2 separate regions of the Ovis aries genome follow, and region 1 is linked to region 2. The links are chromatin contacts, called in public Hi-C maps. All regions are on one chromosome and are shown on one strand. The core of a region is the stretch at or near the end of the contact, and the rest is flanking DNA. Distances in the headings are between cores, read along the strand shown. Region 1 overlaps ALG9 (ALG9 alpha-1,2-mannosyltransferase). Region 2 holds the start of SIK2 (salt inducible kinase 2).

Region 1 (5,397 bases), core at 1,422-3,921, 250 kb after region 2:
TGGGTTTTATAGCCAGCTTTCTCTCAACATCATTATCCCAACCATGATGAATACTCATTCCTCAAGCCAGAAAGCAGGTATAGATTAATTACTAGATATACAGCACTACTTTAGCCACTATGGTGAATACAAAAGAAACAGAAGCGGTCATTCTTTCCATAGCATTCACAGTATGATGGCCAAAAAGACGACATACACATCAGAAATATTTAAATGGCAATAAGACAACAAAATTAAATGGCTAAATGAGCTACACAGATCAATTTAAGGGAGGACACTGCTCACTACAGACTTAAATAGTTGGGAAAGGCTTCAGGGAGGAAGAGCTTTGGTAGCATGAGAAGGTAGACAAGGGAAGTCCAGGTACCGTTACCAAGAGAAGCAAAGTCCCTGGGATAGAAAAACCGAGCCTGAAAAGACTGTAATAAAAATCAAGTTGGGGAACAATAAACTTAAGGAAGGAGAGATAGCTTTGGGCAGATTATAAATCCTCTTAAGGGTTCATTTACCTCTAATCCATCAGATACACTGTTATCAAATTAAGAACATTTGTGGGAAAATCTGTGTACAGACACTATGCTATATATGACAGAAAGACATGATATCCAATCTCACATTAATCTTCCAAAAGTAGGTATCATTATTTCCACTTCACAGACAGAAATTGAAATTAGTTAAACAGAGATATTAACTAATTTGCTCAAGGTCACCAGGTAGGCAACAGAGTTTAGAACCCAGGCCTACTTGACTCCAAAGTCCATACTCTATTTTTTTTCCTGAATCATCCTATACTATCTCTTCCCAAAACACAGCTGCAACAATATCACTATTAATTCATTATATCTCCCCTCATCACAGCATATTCTCCTATCTTTTTGACTATCAAGTGTCCCCATAATGAGCCCCTGTGCATCAAAGCCTGCTCTCACGAGAGTATCTGCAGCTAAAATAAAAGTGGCTAATAGCAGTTTGTCCCACCCAGGAGTATTTTCACTGTTACAGGAATCAGAGGCTTCAGTTAGAAAAAACTCCAAGTCACTTAGTGGAATATACTTCCTACCTTCTCAGGGAGCCAAGTCAAAAATGTATTTTATGATGTCCATTCTCATAGCTTACAAAGCTAAAGCTCACATTGTAAGAATCTCACCCATAAACTGAGGGTCTCCATGGAAATCTAACCTGCCCCAGTCCGGGAGACAAAAGGCCAGCTGTGGCTACAGGTTTGCTCTGAACGGGAATTGAAAGTCCTGATATTTCATGCTTTAGGTATATGTCATAAGGGAAATGTATTTGACATTTAAATTCTTAAATGTTTGCTAAACAGGCTGCCAAAAAAATAAGTGCTTTCTAATAATTCTATAAAATGGTCCTTTACCATCTCTGGGAACCAGGAACATTATCTTTAGCGCTCTCACCTTTTCCGCAGTCAAAGATCTTACAGGTATCTAATGGTGAAAGTGTCATCTCTCAAAGGAACCTACATGGGCTCCAGAGTGGGTAAAGATGAGTGTGTACAAGAGCATGGCCCTGACACACACTGCTTCACGGACTCGGTGTGAGAAGAACCCTCACTGACTATCCACTTGCTAAAACCAGAATATACTAATCATTAGCTCAAAGGTCTATGGGTAACTTGAACGTTCCCCAGGAGGTATTTTAATGGACCAAGGATGATAAGAGTTGCAGAATGTGTTTCAAAATGGCTTGAATTCAACATAAGAAATTTTCTGATCCAGCTTAGAAAATAGGTTGAATTAAAAATTTTACATAGAAAATAAAGGAGGTCATTTGAAAATAAAAATGACACTCTTCATTCTTTCTCAACAGTTGTTATATCCCTCATCTTAAAGAAATCACTTCCTAAAAAACTCTCATTTCATCAAAGCTCTATTACGAATGCTAACAGATTTTAAGGGTGGAACTCTTGTCATAGTAGTAAAAGTATCCCCTTACGTATCTGGATGGCTCCTCTAGGTTCTGGTCATTCATGTCAGTAGGAACAGTCCGGGTGGCCAGTGGTCCCTCTGCAAAAGGTTTTGGTAACTGGCCTCTGAACTCTGACGGAATGAACTGAAGCTGCCAACTGTCAAAAACACAAATAAGAAGAATGAGAAAAACACAGGGGGCTCATATTGCTAAATATTCTTGAAATACAGAAGCAAAAAAAGGAAATTTCATGTGAAAAATATTTCACTTGGAGACAAAATATTTCTGCGAAACCTTAGCCACAGACCATAGAGGCAGAGGTCACAATTCAATCCAAGATCATTGAGAAATTTTCTACTTGAGATCTTTCATACCATTTCACCAACTCTCAGCAGTGAAATTTGCAATAGTGGTTATACCATCAAACAACTAGAGAAACATCAAAGTTCATTGCCAATTATCATGTGATCAGGGGACCTCTCAAAATTTAAGCAAGTTCATCAGGCATAGAGAGGAAACAGTGAAATGTAGGGACTCACTGTGGGAAAACTACTTTGTTCCTGAGTAATCTTCAAAAGTATCTTTAGTTATGAAACTGTTTCAGATGGAAAAGGCAAAGGCTAAAGCGAACACTTTAAAAAACAAGCTTTAATTAATCATTAATGACTGATACAGGATCTTTATCAAGAAAAAAGATATTACCACCAGCTAAGCTGCTGCAGCCAGTCCCCAAATGGAACAATATGACTCATCTTAACCTGACTTCTCTTTTCCCTAAATAGGACTCTTCTCTGCCTGAATAAAGCAGACACAAAGGAACTCGGAGCCCATGCTATCTATCACATCCAACCACAGACAGCGTGAAGGAAAGCAGTGCACAGGTCTTATCCACAGCTTTCCCCAGGGTCCATACGGTGGGAGAGAACACTCACTGTCGCTGGACAACAAATGTGTCTTCTCTAAAAACACTCTATACACCGAGAGTTTTAAAACCACTTTCAAAAGTGGGTTAACATGAGTTAGTCATAAAAATTTAAACACGGATCCTCAGGAAGAGCCACGAGTAGGAGCCCAGGACCCACAACGTCCTCGAAGATCAAGGCAGCGCAGGGTGCATCACCAAACAGAGGCCCCAGGTGCTCGGCACGCTGCCCACGGCTGCCCAAGATGGTGAATCACGCAAACACTCCTGATGAATCCAAAGCGGAGGAAAAACTAAGACGACATTGCCACAGATTTGCTGTTTCTACACCTCGATTTAAAACTCTGAGAATTAAAGGGCAGCTTACTTGTCAGGCAGAAGGAAGCTGCTGGGGAAGCGATGCCACTCTTTCCCGACACAGACGTTGACGGGCCGGCCTTCAGGAACGCTGTGGATGGTGGGGTCTGTGGCAATTCGATAAAATTCTGGATACAAATCAAGGGGTCCATGATACCCTGGAAGGGAGGGGGTGTGTGAAAGCTGAAGATGAGAGAGCTGAGATTCTCCTATTTAATTACAGCACGTGTTAGCATCCCACTGTGATCCGTGTGAGAGGCACACAGGAACTCCAGCAGGAAGCCCACTCAACTGGCATCAAATGCCTGGGCAGTCAGGAAGATGATTACAGCAGAGGCCCAATCTTGGCCAGAAATCAGTTGCTTTCTTGCCCTTCTCTATACCCTCCACCTTTTAAATTTCATGTTTTTTGAGCCAATTTCAATATTCCGGATCCAAATAAAGATTATAAGAAAGAATATAATCATGGGACTTGAGCCTCAACTCTGCATCCTATGTTTAAGGCTTCCTTAATTCATTCTTTAAAAGGAAAAAAAAAAATAGTAAGAATAGAGAAGAAGCGTATAGTTAATCACACTAAAAGGAATTCTCAATCTTCTCCTCAGTCCTAAGCTATAGATGTCACATCCCATTCTTAATACGAAGTCCACAGGTTCTCCGCATAGAAAAGTCCCTCGGCTTAAGCTGAAATATATTAAACATTCACGCATCAAGCAAAAACCAGGTAAAGTGAGTGTGGATTAAGTTACTGTCTGCACATCTACCTCTGAACAGTGCCACAGAGCGAGAAAAAGACAGGAGCCCGAACAGGAAGAGTGTTCCTAACGCCAGCCAATTCGACGTCACGGTGTAATGCTCCAGGCGGTATCGCTGAAACACGAAGTGGTAACATTTCTAGAAAGAAAGAAAACTGTTCTGAAAAAAAAGATACACCTTGCAGGATACATATCATCACAAGACATCATCATAACTTAAGAGGAAGGAAGCAGCAAAAGAGGTTCTACCAAGAGTCTGAGCATTTGCACACAGTGAGATGTCCACTCCACATTCTAAGATGAAAGCAAACTCTGCTTAACTGTCTGTAGATCAACCTCACCAGAGGGCCTGCCAAGCATGAAATCTCACTGGTTTCACAGGAAACTTAGCTGGATATTTCCCTAGTGACTAAAGTCCTAATAATTTATTTTTAAAAAATATTTAAATGAAAATGGCTTTTGGTAGTTTTGGGTTTTTTTTTTTTTTAATATATGAAGTATCTCAATCTATTCTGATGTAATTGGTGATTAACCTTCACTTTCCTTACTGACAAGTTTTCATCAAAGTTTTTGGTAACAACAAAATGTCTCATGACCAAACAAGAAGGAAACAGAATTCCCCTCATGAAACATTAGGAAAATGCTATTAATTACATACTAAACTTCTTCACAAACTAGAGGAATGTCATTAAGAATATATACACACCTGCATGAGTTCTGCAGCTTTTCAGCACCTTCCCATGAGACTTCCTTCCTTCCTTCTTTCCCTCTCAGACTAGAACTACTTTTGGAAAGCAATTTTGCAATACATAACAAGGGCCATAAATGTCTGAACTCCTTTCATACTTTTTGGAATCTTTCCTAAAGAAACAATCCAAATACCTAAACAAAGATATTTATCCTAGCATTATTTATAATACTGAAATAAGTGAGCAACCTAAACTCTAACATAAATTACGTCTAACCATTATATAGAACCAATTCAATATATTATGTATTACATAATAATGTTATAAATTATATCCAACTCAGAACACTATATTGCTATTAAAATGATGCATATAGACACAGCAACATAAGGATATAAGTATATATTAAGAGGGATACAGTTACATGAGCCTTAAACTACAATCATAATAGATTCCATTATATGATAGGCAAAAATGCTAGAAGGAGATTTTGTTAGGGTAGCAGGACTGATTTCAGAAAGAGGTAAAAGAAAAATTATCCGTGATGAAGTTCAATTACTTTTATAATTAAATTTACTTTTAAAAACTATTGTCCTAAAAGGATGAGATTTTAAAATTTTATGCTAAATGAAAGAAGTCAATCACAAAAGCCCACATATTCTATGATTTCATTTACATGAAATGCCTAGAATAGGCAAAGCTATAGAGATACAAAGCAGTTTAGCTGTTGATTGTGGCTGAGGAGATA
Region 2 (5,595 bases), core at 2,452-4,951:
ATTTAACATTTGGCCACATTTACCTTATCTTTGCTAAACCATTTGATAGCAAGTTGCATATATCAAAACTCTTATCTCGAAATACTTCTGTGTGTATCTCTTAATAAGGGTACCCTTTTCCATAACCACAAAACAATTATAAAATTCGAAACACTTAACATTTAAATAATGTTGTCCAGTCCCATGTTGAGTCCAGCACTTTGCGACCCCATGGACTACAGCATGCCAGGCTTCACTGTTCTTCACTATCTCCTAGAGTTTGCTTAAACTCATATCCATTGAGTCAGTGATGCCACCCAACCTTCATCCTCTGTCCCCCACTTCTCCTCTTGCCCTCAATCTTTACCAGCATCAGGGTCTTTTTCAATGAGTTGGCTCTTTAACATCAGGTGGCCAGAGTATTGGAGCTTCAGCTTCAGCATCAGTCCTTCCAGTGAATATTCAGGCTCATTTCCTGTAGGACTGACTGGTTTGATCTCCTTGCCATCCAAGGGACTCTCAAGAGTCTTCTCCAGCACCACAATTCAAAAGCATCAGCTCTTCAGCATTCATCTTCTTTATGGTCCAACTCTCACATCCATACATGACTACTGGAAAAACCATAGCTTTGACTATATGGATCTTTGCGGGTAAAGTGATGTTTCTCCTTTTTAATATGCTGTTTATGTTTGTTAAATAATATTTAAATAATACTATTATCTAATATGCAATCCCTATGAAATTTTAACAGTTGTCCTGAAAATATTTCTTTCTAACACTTGTCTCCCAATCCAGGGTCACACATTACCTTTGGTGACATGTCTCTTTAATCTCTCAAATTTAGAACAGTTCCACAGTCTTTCAGGACATTGATTCAGGCCAGTTGTTGGATGGAATGTTTCTCAATTTGCATTTTTTTCTGATAGTTTCTTTGTGATTATTTTCAGAACATGAATCTTTGACAGGAATACTACAAAAGAGATACGGTATCCTTCTCAGTACCTCATATCCAAGAGGTACATCATGTCATTTTATTCCATTAATTGTTAATTGGTGACGTTAACTTTGATCTTTTAGTTATGGTGCTGTCAGATTTCTCCACTGTGGAAGTACTGTTTTTATCCATTTGTAATGAATAAGAAATCTGAGGATACTTTCAGACTGTGTAAATATCATGTTCCCAGGCAAGTTTTCACCCAATGATTTTTAAATCTATTGATAATTCAGACAGAATTATCTGAATCAATTAGTAGTATAATGGTTGCAAAATGGTGATTTTCTAATTTCATCATTTCTTCTACGTGTATTAGTTGACATTCCACTATCAAGAAAAATTGCCATTTCTCCCCATTTTATACTTAAACACTGTAAGAGACAAATTGCTAACATTTATTGGATCATTAAAAAGCAAGAGAGTTCCAGAAAAACATCTACTTCTGCTTTACTGACTATGCCAAAGCCTTTGACTGTGTGGATCACAACAAACTGTGGAAAATTCTTAAAGAGATGGGAATACCAGACCACCTGACCTGCCTCCTGAGAAATCAGTATGCAGGTCAAGAAGCAACAGTTAGAACTGGACATGGAACAACAGACTGGTTCCAAATTGGGAAGGAGTACATCAAGACTGTATATTGTAACCCTGCTTATTTAACTTAACATGCAGAGAAATATGGAGAAATATCAATTATGCAAAATGCCAGGCTAGATGAAGCACAAGCTGGAATCAAGATTGCCGGAAAAAATATCAATAACCTCAGACATGCAGATGACACCACCCTTATGGCAGAAAGCAAAGATGAACTAAAAAGCTTCTTGATAAAAGTGAAAAAGGAGAGTGAAAAAGTTGGCTTAAAGCTCAACATTCGGAAAACGAAGATCATGGGATCTGGTCCCATTACTTCATGGGAAATAGATGGGGAAAGAGTGGAAACGGTGTTTATTTATAATAAACAGACTTTGTTTTGGGGAGCTCCAAAATCACCGCAGATGGTGAGTGCAGCCATGAAATTAAAAGACACTTGCTCCTTGGAAGAAAAGCTATGACCAACCTAGAGAGCAGAGACATTACTTTGCCAACAAAGGTCCATCTAGTCAAAGCTATGGTTTTTCCAGTAGTCATGTATGGATGCGAGAGTTGGACTGTGAAGAAAGCTGAGTGCCGAAGAATTGATGCTTTTGAACTGTGGTATTGGAGAAGACTCTTGAGAATCCCTGGACTGCAAGGAGATCCAACCAGTCAATCTTAAAGGAAATCAGTCCTGAATATTCATTGGAAGGACTGATGTTGAAGCTGAAACTCCAATACTTTGGCTTCCTGATGTGAAGAACTGACTCATTGGAAAAGACCTTGATGCTGGGAAAGATTGAAGGCAGGAGAAGGGGACAACAGAGGATGAGATGGTTGGAGAGCATCACCGACTCAATGGACCTGAGTCTGAGTGAACTCTGGGAGTTGGTGATGGACAGAGAAGCTTGGCATGCTGTAGTCCATGGGGTCGCAAAGAGTCAGGTAGTACTGAGTGACTGAACTGAGCTGAAACACTGTAAGAATAAGTAAGCACCTGTGGATTGTTTTTTAGAATTCATTGTTATAGTCCATTTCCATTAGTATCCATTCATGATGCTCACATTGTCCCAGATGGGTAAGTGAAGGTAACTTCAAACTGGCTCCTGTTTCCTTTTGACATGTCCGCATTCTTTGAAAATCTTGCTTTCTGGGACAAGACCTTTCAAGTGCATTTTATACTTTCCCTCTCTGTCTGGGAATAAAGCCATTTCTCCAGAGTCTGGTTCCTTTTATTCAAAATATTAAAATAACGCTGTACTTGTTTCCCTGGGTCAGCATATGAAAGATCAGTGTGGTGATTTGCTATCCTAACTTTAGCATTACCAGTGTGATCTTGGCAATTTCCTTTGTTTCCAAGGGGTTGATTCCTCACCTGAAAAGAAACTGGATTAGGTAAGTATTTCTTAAGCTTTTCGTGGTCAGCAACACATTTAAAAGCTATATTCCCATCTTCCCAGAGGCAAGCTCAAAGAAGAAGAAAAAAACTGCACACGTTTTAGGGGTTTCGAGCCCCAAAGCCCATTTGAGGCTCCAAATCCCTGGATTTGGTGATCTCCAAGGTCTACTTCACCGCTGATATACTGTAAGGGTCCGTGCGGATGTCAGAATGAACCCTAAGAGACATCAAATTTGGAGGGATTTATATAGAAACAGATGCGAAAAAGATACAAAGAAAGGAGCCTGTGAGCAATGCATTGCTCAGCCAGAGTTCTTCGCCCGTGCCAAATTTAGGAAGAACAGTAGTCATAGGTGAGAGGTTTTGGCGGGAAGGTCCCACGGGTGGGCGGGGAACGCCTGGGCCGGGGAAGGAGATGCCGGGGGCGGGGGAAGGAGACTCAGGCCCGGCCCCAGTCGCTGCAGCCCTCCGCGCCGCCCACCAGGGCTCGCTCTTACCCTTCGGCTGGGTGGCCGAGGAGCGGGGCGGGCCAGGCGGCGACCCCGCCCCGCTCCTCAGCTAGGCGGCCGCGAGCTCGGAGGGCGCCGGAGCCCGGAAGGAACGCGCCGTCCAGGCCCCGCCCACCTGCCCTTCCTCGCGGCCGCTCGTCGCCGACGTCGGCGGGGCTCCGGTCGCCATGGTGACCAATCGAGGCCCGGTCCCGCCCCCGCCCCTCTGTCCCGGCCCCCTGACGTCGGCGCACGTCAGCGGCGGCGCGCGCCTGGCTGGGCCCTGCGGAGCGGGAGGGACGGAGCGCAGGAGAGAGCGGAGCCGCAGTCGCCCGAGCGGAGCCGCGCAGCCCGTCCGCCCGCCAGCCCGCCCGCCCGCCGGCCAGTCCGCGCTCCAGTCCGCCGTGCCTGGCAGCGGGGCCCAGCATGGTCATGGCGGATGGCCCGAGGCACTTGCAGCGCGGGCCGGTCCGGGTGGGGTTCTACGAAATCGAGGGCACGCTGGGCAAGGGCAACTTCGCCGTGGTGAAGCTGGGGCGACACCGGATCACCAGGACGGAGGTGCGGCCCGGGGCTCGGCGGGAGCGTCCGAGGCGAGGGTTCGGGAGACGAGCTGTTGGCCGAGAGGGGCGGCTGCCGCGGGGGGCCTGGGCAGCTCCGAGAGGCCGGGTCACCGGCTCAAGCGAGAGGGCCTGGGAGTGTGAGGACCCGGGGAGCTCCAGGGGTCGGTGAGCACCACGGGGACCGGGGCCGCGTCGCCCGGACCGGGTGTCGTCCGATTTGGAGAGCCGGGCCGCCAGGCGCTTTGCCTTCTCTGGGCCATCCCTGGGGGCCCCCTGGAATTTCGCCCAGAGCCTCACACCCGGGGCCGTGACCTGGTCTGTGGGCCTCCGCTCCGGAGCCCAAGTTCCGCGTCTTCCCGGCTTTCAGCTGGGGGTGGGGTAGGAGGGGAAGTCTCCGCGCTCCTGGGCTGCGCGATGAGAGGCGTCGCCAGCCCGGCCGAGGGGACCGCCTGCGCCCCGACGCCCCGGACGGGGGGCTCCTCGAGGCTCCGGGAGAACCGCGGCGCCCGCTCCCCCGCCGCTCGAGGAAGGGGGGCCCCGGGGGCCGAGAATGCCCGGAGCGCCCCGGTCCCATCTTCTCTCCGCTCCTGGTGCCAGACAGTATCTCTGACCTGGTGTCAGGCTCGCTGGATCTCGTGCCTGAGGCATTTCCACCTTAGTACTCCAGACAATAGAGCCGGTTAAAATGGTCATCTGGGCATTCGCACAGTTGGTGGGGTTGGTTCGGTCTTTCTTATGCTAGGTGATTTCTTTACCAGGTGTGCGTTCTGGCGTTCCTTAAGCCGCGTCAGATTCTACCTGTCTACTCTAAAAGCCCTCGACTGCTTCCTGACGGGGAAGCCAGCATCTCCCCCCGCCCTCCATCGCACATTCTCGCGCACCGCACATATTTTCTCGCACGTCTCTGTTCTTACCTAACCCGCCCCCCCTTCCTTTCACCGCCTCAAGCTGCTCTCCTCAGGGTCTCTATTTTAAGACGTGCAAATTAAATACTTTAGAAAAACGGTAGAAACAAAACCATTCTTTAGAATAAAACCTTGTGTTTTTGGCGTACTCTACTCTGCCTCATTGTAGTTGTTCTGGAGTTTCATCCTTTCCTTTTTTTTTTTCTTTTTTCCCTTTCCACTTTTCATCCTATTCAGCGTTTCTCCTTGTTAGTACGAAGATACCAGAGTTTGGATATGAAATAACAGGATTCTTTTTCAGAATGCCTGTGTAAGGTGAAGGGCATCGGAAAACTTGAGTGATTTTTGTAGCTGTTGTTCTTAGAAGTTTTGCTTACTGTGAAGAAGTCCGTTTCCAAAAAGAAGGGGCATCTGTCATTGTGTCATCCTCATTTTTCGTCTTGCCCTGCTGATCCTGACTGAGGCAGCCGAATTCCGACCATATTTTTTTTTTTTAGCATCAGGGCCAAGGTCACAAATTTTCCTCTCACAAATTTACCAGAGTTAGCAATTTAAGTTTTTAATGTAAATAATGTGACTGTAGTGAGATTACTTAATCTGACCCCAGTATTTTTAAAAACGAAGAAATTGATTCCATTCCTCTAAAGAAACATGGCTTAATGCCATGCTGTTTGCCTTTTAGTTACATGAAAGA

The links. Hi-C and Micro-C count contacts between places; a contact is called where the count stands out from the background.
Region 1: a Hi-C map of skin fibroblasts shows a contact between it and region 2, with 3 times the contacts expected there. The contact joins the enhancer-like site here to the promoter of SIK2 in region 2. A contact is called at or near these places in 5 of 16 Hi-C or Micro-C datasets (blood, mesenteric adipose tissue, mixed tissues and 2 more).

What each region holds. Positions count from the first base shown.
Region 1 is chr15:21,858,185-21,863,581 of ARS-UI_Ramb_v3.0, forward strand. It overlaps ALG9 (ALG9 alpha-1,2-mannosyltransferase), which reads right to left. Exons shown (of 16, transcript XM_027979190.2): 11 at 3,970-4,099; 12 at 3,216-3,363; 13 at 1,954-2,083. Among named protein-coding and RNA genes, the nearest start is that of ALG9, 47 kb to the right of the region's middle. Within about 2 kb of position 2,672, at least 4 of the 54 cell types and tissues checked have an H3K27ac peak or open chromatin away from gene starts, as enhancers often do.
Region 2 is chr15:21,610,896-21,616,490 of ARS-UI_Ramb_v3.0, forward strand. SIK2 (salt inducible kinase 2) reads left to right here and starts at 3,702. Exons shown (of 15, transcript XM_012095438.5): 1 at 3,702-3,994. The coding sequence starts at 3,860.